Regions from separate parts of the Danio rerio genome. Here region 2 is linked to region 1. Evidence: chromatin contacts called from public HiChIP or PLAC-seq data. All regions are on one chromosome and are shown on one strand. The core of a region is the stretch at or near the end of the contact, and the rest is flanking DNA. Distances in the headings are between cores, read along the strand shown. Region 1 holds the start of rps15a (ribosomal protein S15a). Region 2 holds the start of clec16a (C-type lectin domain containing 16A).

Region 1 (5,302 bases), core at 1,358-3,857:
TCTGTGGAGGGTCTGGGGGACTTCATGGAGCTGGAGGTGGTGATGAAAGAAGACCAGAGCAGAGAAGAAGGAGTGAGCATCGCCAATCAGCTGATGCTGGACCTGGGGGTGAAGGAGGAGGATCTGATAGATGGAGCCTACATGGACCTCCTGCTGAAGAACCAGCAAAATGGACATTAACCATAGTAGACCATCACCTCATGCTGTTTACTGTGTTGCACTTAGAGCTGATTGTCAATCCTGCACTTGTTAGCTCGCTATAGGACCAGATAAAATCCTGACTTAAGTACAATACATGTTTCTGAATTGTTTTTACCTTAATCATAGCTGCTCCTTTTGTACTACAAGACAAAACTAATCAGTCTGTTGAGATCATAAAGAGTGAAACAATCAACAGAATAAACAATGTCGCATACATGGTGTTTGGTCTGATTTATTGTAAGTTTACTTTTACATGTTTGTAAAAATACACTTTTAGGAGAATGCTGTGAGCTCCTACACTTTATGACCTCAAGGCCCCTTGTAATACTTAAATACTTTTATTAAAGATATTAAACAGTTTTACTAATAATTTTGTACTGAAAGTATATACAGTTAGACATAATATAAACACATGTTAATTATTTAAATAATATATGTGAGCAGTTCCAGCGTTATGGATGTGACATTTTCAGTAAAAAATTAAAAGGTAAAATCACAGAGAGTACATGTTAACGTTATATTAAAACATCTGTTTATACTTTCCAAAACAACTGAGCAAGGGATCAGAAAAATATCAATCTGTAAAAATGTTTTGTACTTTAAATGAGGAAAATAAACGTGACATGGACGTGATCAAAAAAGTATGCGAGTTTAAAGTATACAACATACTTTGTAGTAACTCTGTGAATTAAACTGCAAAACCCAAAAGAAAAACAATAATAATCAAAAGGAGAAGAGTTGTCTCTATAAAACAAAAATGATTGACTTTATTTTATTTGACATTTTTGCATTTGTGAACTTCGTTATGGATGTGACAGATGTGAACTTTCCACTTGTGTGACTTTGGTAAATCAAATATAATTGTTTGAAAACATTTACAGAGACATTTTTGAGTAATTTTAAAGTACTGTAAAATACAAGCCTACACAAAAAACGTAGAAACGGTTTTCGTATTTTGGTGAAAACCTTTTTTTTTTCATGACAAGGTTGACATTTGCATGGAATTGCTCACTTGCTTGTAGTATGATTCTAACTGTTAATTGACTTTGTTTTTACAGATATTAAATTCAAATAACATTACAATTTTAATTGATGTTGTGGCTCTCATGAAATAGTCTTGAGGCCCGCAACACTAGTCAAAGACAGGAAAATAGAAACATTCGTAAAACTTTTAAAATATTGGTGCAATAATAAAAAAAACACATTTCCTCTGATATTTGTATGTATTTTGACCATGGCAATTTCTTTAAAATTATTTTCGACTCTAGAAATAAATGGATAAATTATAACATACATTATATATTAATATGTTAAGCACCATACATTTTAAATGCATTTAATAGATTAATTGTAGCAACAAAAATTATATAATATTTGTAAAAATGCTAAAACAATCAAATAAGAAATAAACATTAAAAAGAAATGTTATACGTTTAAATAAATACATGTACAAATGAAACTAAAACTTTTGATTAAAATATGTAAATATATGTTTAAATAAACACTATCAATGAAGCAAAAATGTAACTTAATAGAAAGTACATTTTCAAAATAATAATTTACCCATAGGGTGGCACGGTGGCTCAGTGGTCAGCCTTACAACCAAAAAGGATGCTGGTTTGAGTCCTGGCTGGACCAGTAGGTGTTTCTGTGTGGAGTTTGCATGTTCTCCCCGTGTTGGCGTGGGTTTCCTTCGGGTCTTCCGGTTTCCTCCACAGTCCAAAGACATGTGCTATAGGTAAATTGAATAAGCTAAATTGGCCGTGGTGTATGTGTGTTTCCCAGTACTGGGTTGCAGCTGGAAGGGCATCCGCTTTGTAAAACATATGCTGGATAAGTTGGCAGTTCATTCCACTGTGGCGACCCATGATGATTAATAGGACTAAGCTGAAGGACAATGAATGAATGAGGAATAGGAATATTTCACTAAATAAAGTCCCTTACACAATGTTAATGGTGTCCAATTATTTACAGAACCAACATGTATTGCAGAACATGACACCTTTGTAAAGAATAAATATAAGTATATATTATATATTTACAACGGCAATTAAAAATAAAGTTGAGTAAATACTGGTGCACTTGAGAATTTGTCAAATGCAGTTGTATAGTAGGGCTCAGTTGATTTATTCTGAGACTAGAGGCGTAGCATTGCAATGAAAGACTCTAATGGAGTCAAAAATGGCCATAAAGAAAAAACAAACAAATAAAATCTTTAAAGTATGCGACGTAAATTATATTTTGTAAACAGGTAAATGCATAAGGGTGTTTCTGTACGGCGCTCCAAACAAATAGAGGGCAGTCGCACAGACGCGTCAGCACGCAGCGTCCTTTTACATTCTCGCGAGAGTACATTTTTCCCTAATCGCACCGCGCGCCCCGCTTCCTTCCTCTTTCCGCCATATTGCAGAACTGGTAAGGCTCAGGATTCTTCATTGCATGTGTAATCTGTTTAAAATCACGCACATCGTCACTCATCATCCACAGAGAGAGCGACATGTAGCTTCACGAACACCACAAGTGCAAGATTTTTAAGTCATTTGGCCAATCGTGTATGTATGAAGGGATAAATTACCCAGAGTTTCATGAGCGTTCAACCTCTCCATCGCCCAGTAATGCCTTTCCATGATACCGAGAGGCAAACACGAGTCAAACTGAAGTTATTATTAACGCCGGTGCCTTATTTAACATCACTAATGTGTGTTATTGTGAAGTACACTAGTCAAGGGTGAAGACAAGCTCACATAGCGGTTATCTGCTAACAAATTCACGCACCGCTTAAACGTGAAGCGCTCTCGATGTCGGAGAAAGTTTGAGCCGGGTTTTGTTTGAAACTAACATTACGTTTCCCTCTAAACACAGTTGGACTCTGTCTTACGTCTACCCCGTTGATGTACATCTGCTGCTAAATTGGCCATATGAGGCTGTGTGACTGATGTAATGACTGAATATTGTATAAATCCTGTCCTGTTCCTCCTCCTCAGGCATCATGGTGCGCATGAACGTTCTCGCTGATGCGCTGAAAAGCATCAATAATGCTGAGAAACGTGGAAAACGCCAGGTTCTCCTCAGGCCCTGCTCTAAAGTCATAGTACGCTTTCTGACTGTGATGATGAAGCATGGTGAGTTACACATTTAGTTTTGTATATTTGAAGAATTCTGTTATTTTGAAGCGTTATTGTCAAACAAGTTGCTCGTTGATTGATCTCCGCAGGTTACATTGGTGAATTTGAGATCATTGATGATCACAGAGCCGGGAAAATTGTTGTCAATCTCACAGGGAGGCTGAACAAGGTGAGTGTGACTTGCAACACTATGAAAGAACTGTTAGTGCTGTGCTTTAGTGACTGGCTAAACCAGGGCTGTCCAAACTCGGTCCTGGAGGGCTGGTGTTCTGCATAGTTTAGCTCCGACTTCCTACAACACACCTGTTTGCAAGACTCTAGTATACCCAAGAAGAACTTCATAATTAGCCGGTTCAGGTGTTTAATTTGAATTGGAGCTAAAACATGCAGGATGCCGACCCTCCAGGACAGAGTTTGGGCACCCCTTTGCTAAATTGTTCACAATCAGCTGCACTTTCTATATATAATGTCCAGCACTATTGTCATAATGGCAAAATTAGGACTTGCATGTGACACTGCTAAAATATCACAATGCTGATAACTTGCTATGAAAAAAAAGACCAACACAAAATACTTAAACTGCTGTACAGATCCAAATGAATGACTGTGGCTGCGTCCGAAACCGCATACTTCCATACTATAGTGTACGCTAAAATCAGTATGTGAGCCGAGTAGTATGTCCGATTCAGAGAATTCGAAAAACAGTATGTGAGAAGTACCTGGATAACTTACTACTGCCGGCGAGATTCTGGAGTGCGCATCCCATGCATGCTGCGCTATCCCATGAAGCGACGCAAATTACGCAGGCACGTCACGTGACTGTCAAAATGGCGGATGTAGTATGTTCGAATTCCATTCATACTTTTCACATTCATACTGTATAGAATGTACTTTTCTAACGGCCGAGTAGTACGTTTAAATTCAAATGCAGTACCTACTAAGTAGTAGGCGGTTTCGGACGCAACCCATGACATCAGGAGGTGTGCATACACCGAAAAATGGCCTTTTGTACATAGTTTCTCATGTATTTAACCATTTGCATGGAATATGCTCAGTAGAGGCACTTTCTGTTCAGGCGTGTCAGGTGTCAGTCAGCACAAGTACACCATCAAGCTCTTAAATGGTTATGCTCAATTCATTTTAATACATCAGGGTTATTCAATTGTTGGCCCACCAAACCTGCCCCCAGAGGCAATTTGTTCGAGCCCTCCAAATATTGTGACCAAGACATCAAAATAAATTGTCAAAAAATGGCCGCTATAGTTGTGAAGTGGCGTGCGTCTGTTCACAAGCTGCAGTTAAAGGCTACGCAGAGAGCGAGTCAACTGACATTAAGCAAGTGGTGCGAGCAGCCGAAAACATTTGGATATGTTTGTAGAAAAGTCCTTTTGTACAATGCACAGATATAGTTAATAGGGATGTAATGATTAGCAGATTTCACTATTAACCCCACTTTATTCAAAAAAGGCTTGTCAATGCCGCATTTCTATTGCATGAAAAAAAAAGCTGCCGCAACAAAGTTATGACAATACGCACGCACATTGGATTTACTATAGCAGCAAGCCGTTGACATTGCGTCTTTTCCGCACGCATTATTTTTAATGAAGACGTGTGCAGTAGTGCAATGTAAACAAAAGATATGTCAGATGAATTATTGCAAAATATTTAAATGATTATGCATGTATAAATGCAGATGATAACTACAGTTCATTTAACTTTTGCTAATATATAGCTTAAATTAACATTAGACAAATACGATTTTTTAAAATTCTTTTTATTCATTCATTGTTCTGTCATTTATTTTCATTGTAAAATTATCACTTGTGTAAATCGAAAGCTTTTTTATTTATGTTTAAGTCCAAAGAGAAAAATGGACTATTGTTTGTCTTTTATTAATTTAATGTGCTGTATTTGGTTTTTGTTTTTTCCAAACTAGTAGTGTTTTGAATTTAATAAATGCATAATAATGGTAAAAC
Region 2 (5,099 bases), core at 1,829-4,328, 560 kb after region 1:
ACCATGACAGTATGTCTGGAGTTGCTAAAAACTCTTTGTCTGGAGGAAACCATTGGCCAATGCCATCCCTAGAGTGAAGAATGGATGCATAAAGCCAAGATAGCAAAGAGGCTATAAGACAGGGGTGTCCAAACTCGGTCCTGGAGGGCCGGTGTCCAGCTGAGTTTAGCTCCAACTTGCTTCAACACATCTGCCAGGAAGTTTCTAGTATATCAAATAAGAGCTTGATTAGCTGATTCTGGTGTGTTTTATTAGGGTGGGAACTAAACTTTCCAAGACACCGGCCCTCCAGGACTGACTTTGGATACCCCTGCTATAGGGTGTTGATCACCTGATGTGAAGCACAACAGCAAGTCTTTTAGTCTTTTAGAATAGTAAACATGGTTTTCCATGAGAGTATGCACACCAGCCTGTTTGTGTTACTTAGCAATATATATATATATATATATATATATATATATATATATATATATATATATATATATATATATATATATATATATATATATATATATATATATATATATATATATATATATATATATACACACACACACATTATATATATATATATATATATATATTATTTATTATTATTATTTTTTTTTCTTTTCTTTTAATTTTGACCCACTTATGGGACATCTATGTCAAAGTTCCTGAATTGTCCAACCAGAGCTCAGAAATATCTGGAGAGATCCAAAAATGACAATAACTGTTAAACCTGATGAAGCTTGGGAAGGACTCCAAGCATGGAGAAACTGCTAAAAAATAAGTGTGTCAATATTGTAGCATTACACTCAAAAATATTTCAGGCTATAATGAGCACCAATTTAGGTGCTTCAACAAGCTACAAAGGCTTTGAATATTTAGGTCTATTTTTTATTATTTCAATAAATTAGCAATTACTTTATACCAACTACTTTCACGTTGTCATTATGGGGTATCGTTTGTAGGATTTTGAGGAAAAGTATGAATTTAAAATAAAACATAAAATATTCTGGGATAAGGCTGTAACAACAAAATGGAAAAAAACTAAGCACTGCGAATACTTCCGGAATGCACGTAATGTTTAACTAACAAGTGTTGAGAAAGATTTACACTACACTAATCTTATTTTAAAGATTTACTCTTTACTTTAGATTTAAATGTTAAAGTATTTTGTCCTTTGCTGAATAAAAATCCAAAATACAGAAATCTTAATACTAATAACTGCTAAATGTTTAAAAACAGATTATTTGATGTATATGGTTACTGGTGTAACAGGCCAATTCACACCACACCAACAGCACATGCCTCTCTGACACAACATACACAAAGTGTTGTAATCTGTAGGTGTTGAAGAAAAATACTATTCAAATGCATTCTACAAATTAAAATAAACATCAATAACTTACACTGATTTACATAATTCTAACTGTAATTTTACACTAATAATGTATATAAAAACAATGCAGCTTCAAATCTCTCATAGAGTGAATCCTTCCGTTTAGGCCTTCTCTATTCCTGACACCAATGATCCCCAGTATCAAAGGTGCCACAGAATAAAGAGCACACGACTGTTAAACACAACCATTTACAGTACACCAATAACTTCCCCCTATACAAAGGAGCCCTGAAACATATGTCACCTTCCAATCAGCATAAAAAAAACTAGTTAACTTACAACTGGCCCTTTTCTGTCCGAAATGAAACAAAATAATTGCTCAAGTTGCATGAAGACACAGGAAACATGGTTTTACAGAGTCACAGTGAGCTGTTAGCTCTTCCTGGAAGAGCTCTGCTCGATCACAATCGAACCCACAAATAAAAGCCCCCTTCTGCTTTCAGTACATGATCTGTCATTTAAAAAATGAGAGCTGCCCCAGCAAATGCATCTTACCTCATTGTAAAAAAAGTGAACGGTGTGGTTGTTCAGCTTCAAAGACAAAGTCTTCAAAAATGAGATATAGTACGCCATAATTTCTTCATCGGAGAAGTCAAATTTATGCACAATAATGGAATTAACATGATTATTAGACAGCAAGTAATCTGAAAAGGAAAATAATGCAATATTGAACATTCAGAACATTAACATAAAATCATAATGCATTAATCGTCCCCTCCCCCTTTCTGCAATTACTTACACAGAGAGGTCTCATGACTGATGTTCTCGAAAAGAATGTTGAGCGTTTGCAGAAGCTGGACACAAACATAGCGTCCAGATTTCTGTCGTAATATATTGAGGAAAAATGCAAACATATTCTTCTCCAAAAAGAAGCTATGAAGAAAGCATGATGCATTCAGTCACTTATAACATGATTTAGTTTTTTGGAATTTAAAAAAAATAACAACAGAAAGGCAAAACTCACTCAAACACTGAGCTGTCATTCTGATCACCCCAGATGAGAATCTCAGTAATGGAGCGAATAGTTTCCACGAGAAGATTTCTGTTGTGATCAGTCACTGTTGTGTTCTTTGTTAGGACATGGTACATATACCTAAATAAAATATGGTTTGCATGTCAAATGAAATGTCATATTATCACTACACCTTACATATTAACATATCTTTAAAAATTTTCATATTAGAAAGCAACATTAAATAATATGTTTAAAACTACAGTAATCTAACATAATATAGAATTACATAAACTAACTTAACGTTACTGTACAGTGGCCACTATTATTATGTCACAAAAATCTTACTAACGTTAAATAGCTCACTTGATTTTGACAAGTCCGCTGTTTTACACACACAAACGCGGGCTTGATTTAACCATTAAAATTAATTATGTCAGTAGAAATAATACGTTTCAATTTTCTAAACGTACCAATGACTTTCCACAGCAATGACTAACACTGGCTCAATAATACAGCTTTAACTCTACGAGCTAGCGAACTAGCTACAAATTACCCAAAACAACTTACTTCAAATGGTCCAAAGAATGAATGTTTTTAGACTTCCCCTGTCCTCCGACCCAGCTTCTTGACCGCCCAAACATTTTCGGTTGCTTTTATCTCGCAAACTCTATGTTTTCAGCCCAATTTGCTAAGCGTAGGAATCCATATCCGCCGCAGTGAAGGCCCCGGAATCCTCACATGAAAACATACCTGGCGACCTATCGCTCAAGACAGCCCAGCTCACGTTATCTTGGGATTTGTAGTTTATCTCAGTTCTGACTAGAACGCATTAACATCTCACCACCACATCGCCACGCACTCTATTTCCCAGAGTTCATTGCGCAGGCAACGGTTTTGGTGAAGTCATGAGAAAGCGCCGATTGTTTTTGTTTTTCACGCGTTATAAAGCTTCGCCGAGCATTCGGGTGATTTATATTTCTGAATGTTCAGCATTTTAACAAGGACTCGGGATATATGTGTCCTAATGTCAAAGAGCAGCACGTGGCCTTGGAACATTCAAGCATGCTTTCCTTCACTAACTTATGCGCTGTATAGTGGAAACATACGTGATTGTTGAACGGATTGCAGGAGGAATTCTGCTGAAAAGGGAGTTGCACCGCTACTTGACGAAGACGAATGGATACACACTTCATCACTACCTTGTTTCATATAAAGTGCGATTAAATGCCTTTAATGTGTCTGTTCTGCTCTTTGAAACTGAAGTCTATGTGGTGGAGTCTATGACAAACTCAGTTTACTTTCAGTTAGATTCAGTGGAATCGCTAATCGACGAGCTTCCATATATGTATTATCTCGGCCTGTTTTTTGTCAATGTCTTAATCCTCTACTATGCCTTTTTAATGGAGTACATAGTTCTTAATGTAGGGATAGTGTTCTTGCCAGAGGATATGGACCAGGCTCTCGTGGATTTGGGCGTTCTCTCTGACCCAGCATCTATTCCCTATGACACAGACACTGAACTGGATGTTTTTGAGGGATATCTGGAATAGACTAACGCTACTATGACTGGCAATCCCAGCCGAAGCTGCTTTGGGCAAGGTGTCATTTGGTTAAAGGAGAACCATTGTCAAAGGGAACTACATTTGGCATTAAAAGATGCTGCAGTGGTCAGTTAGTATAAAAATGAATGTCATGAATAAGTAAGTCATGTTAAAATATATATGTGATTCATACAAAGTCGGGAACAAATCTACATTAAGTGTCTTGTCCTTACAGGCTGTCCAGACTCGGAGAACTGACCTGCCATCATGCTACATGGAATATTTTACCTGGAACAGATAAGCTGAGCGGACCGTGTGCTTTTCCATGGAGCAGCCAGTCAGTGTTTCTTCAGAGCTCAAATTCAGGCACTAACCACTACTGTGGGTATTAATATTACATTAGCCTATTTATTTTTAGCTTGGCCTTCAGCACTCGGGCAGGATTCTGTGTCGATGTGACCCCGTAGACAGGCGCCCTTAAATGTGGTCTGCCTTGGCATGTTTTCTTTCCCTTTAATACCATTTAAATGAGCAATACGTCATGACACACACACAATCCGCCTGAATCAGTGTTTTATTTTCTATGAGACTCCTTTTGGAACCACATATTTGTGACGAAATGAATTATTTGGCTAAGGTTCATTTACCAGTTCAGTATATATTTAATAAATGATTACTTTGACTTTCCATGGTGTCATATTTGACTTTCAAATCTCTAGTGCCTAATTATAGAAAGTCACTGTGCTAGCTTTGCTTTTCTAAATGAAAACCTACACTGTTACCTACCTGTCTGTCTGATCATAATAACAGAAATATATCCATTCACATGATCTTTCATTTACACAAAAACTATTTACAGAAGAAAGTGTGAGTGGACAAAGTATTTATAATAGGCATGAAACTTAAGGATTTCTAACAGAAACCCATTAGGTTGAATAGGAGTTATACTCAATTAATTTGGAATAAAAGCAAACAAATAAATACACTACTTGACAAAAGTCTTTTCATTGTTCTCAGTTGTAAAAGCAACAAATAATGACTTCTAGTTGATCATTTGGAAAAGTGGCAGAAGGTAGATGTTTCTGATGAATCATCTGTTGAACTGCATCCCAATCATTACAGATACTGCAAATGACCTATTGGAACTCACATGGACCCAAGATTCTCATAGAAATCAGTCAAGTTTGGTGAAGAAAAAATCATAGTTTGGGGTTACATT

What was found. HiChIP or PLAC-seq counts read pairs in DNA pulled down with a chosen protein or histone mark.
Region 2: a contact with region 1 is called in an H3K4me3 HiChIP or PLAC-seq map of embryo, with 4 times the contacts expected there. The contact joins the promoter of clec16a here to the promoter of rps15a in region 1. A contact is called at or near these places in 1 of 18 Hi-C or Micro-C datasets (hematopoietic stem cells) and 1 of 4 datasets of contacts at active chromatin or transcription factors (embryo).

The regions. Positions count from the first base shown.
Region 1 is chr3:25,080,488-25,085,789 of GRCz12tu, forward strand. rps15a (ribosomal protein S15a) reads left to right here and starts at 2,608. Exons shown (of 5, transcript NM_212762.1): 1 at 2,608-2,616; 2 at 3,186-3,323; 3 at 3,416-3,495. The coding sequence starts at 3,191. It also overlaps si:ch211-156b7.4.
Region 2 is chr3:25,642,007-25,647,105 of GRCz12tu, forward strand. clec16a (C-type lectin domain containing 16A) reads right to left here and starts at 3,079. Exons shown (of 24, transcript XM_073944525.1): 1 at 2,907-3,079; 2 at 2,349-2,477; 3 at 2,124-2,257; 4 at 1,880-2,028. It overlaps dexi (Dexi homolog (mouse)), which reads left to right and starts at 3,230. Exons shown (of 2, transcript NM_001003764.3): 1 at 3,230-4,039; 2 at 4,116-4,557. The coding sequence starts at 3,620. The coding sequence ends at 3,889.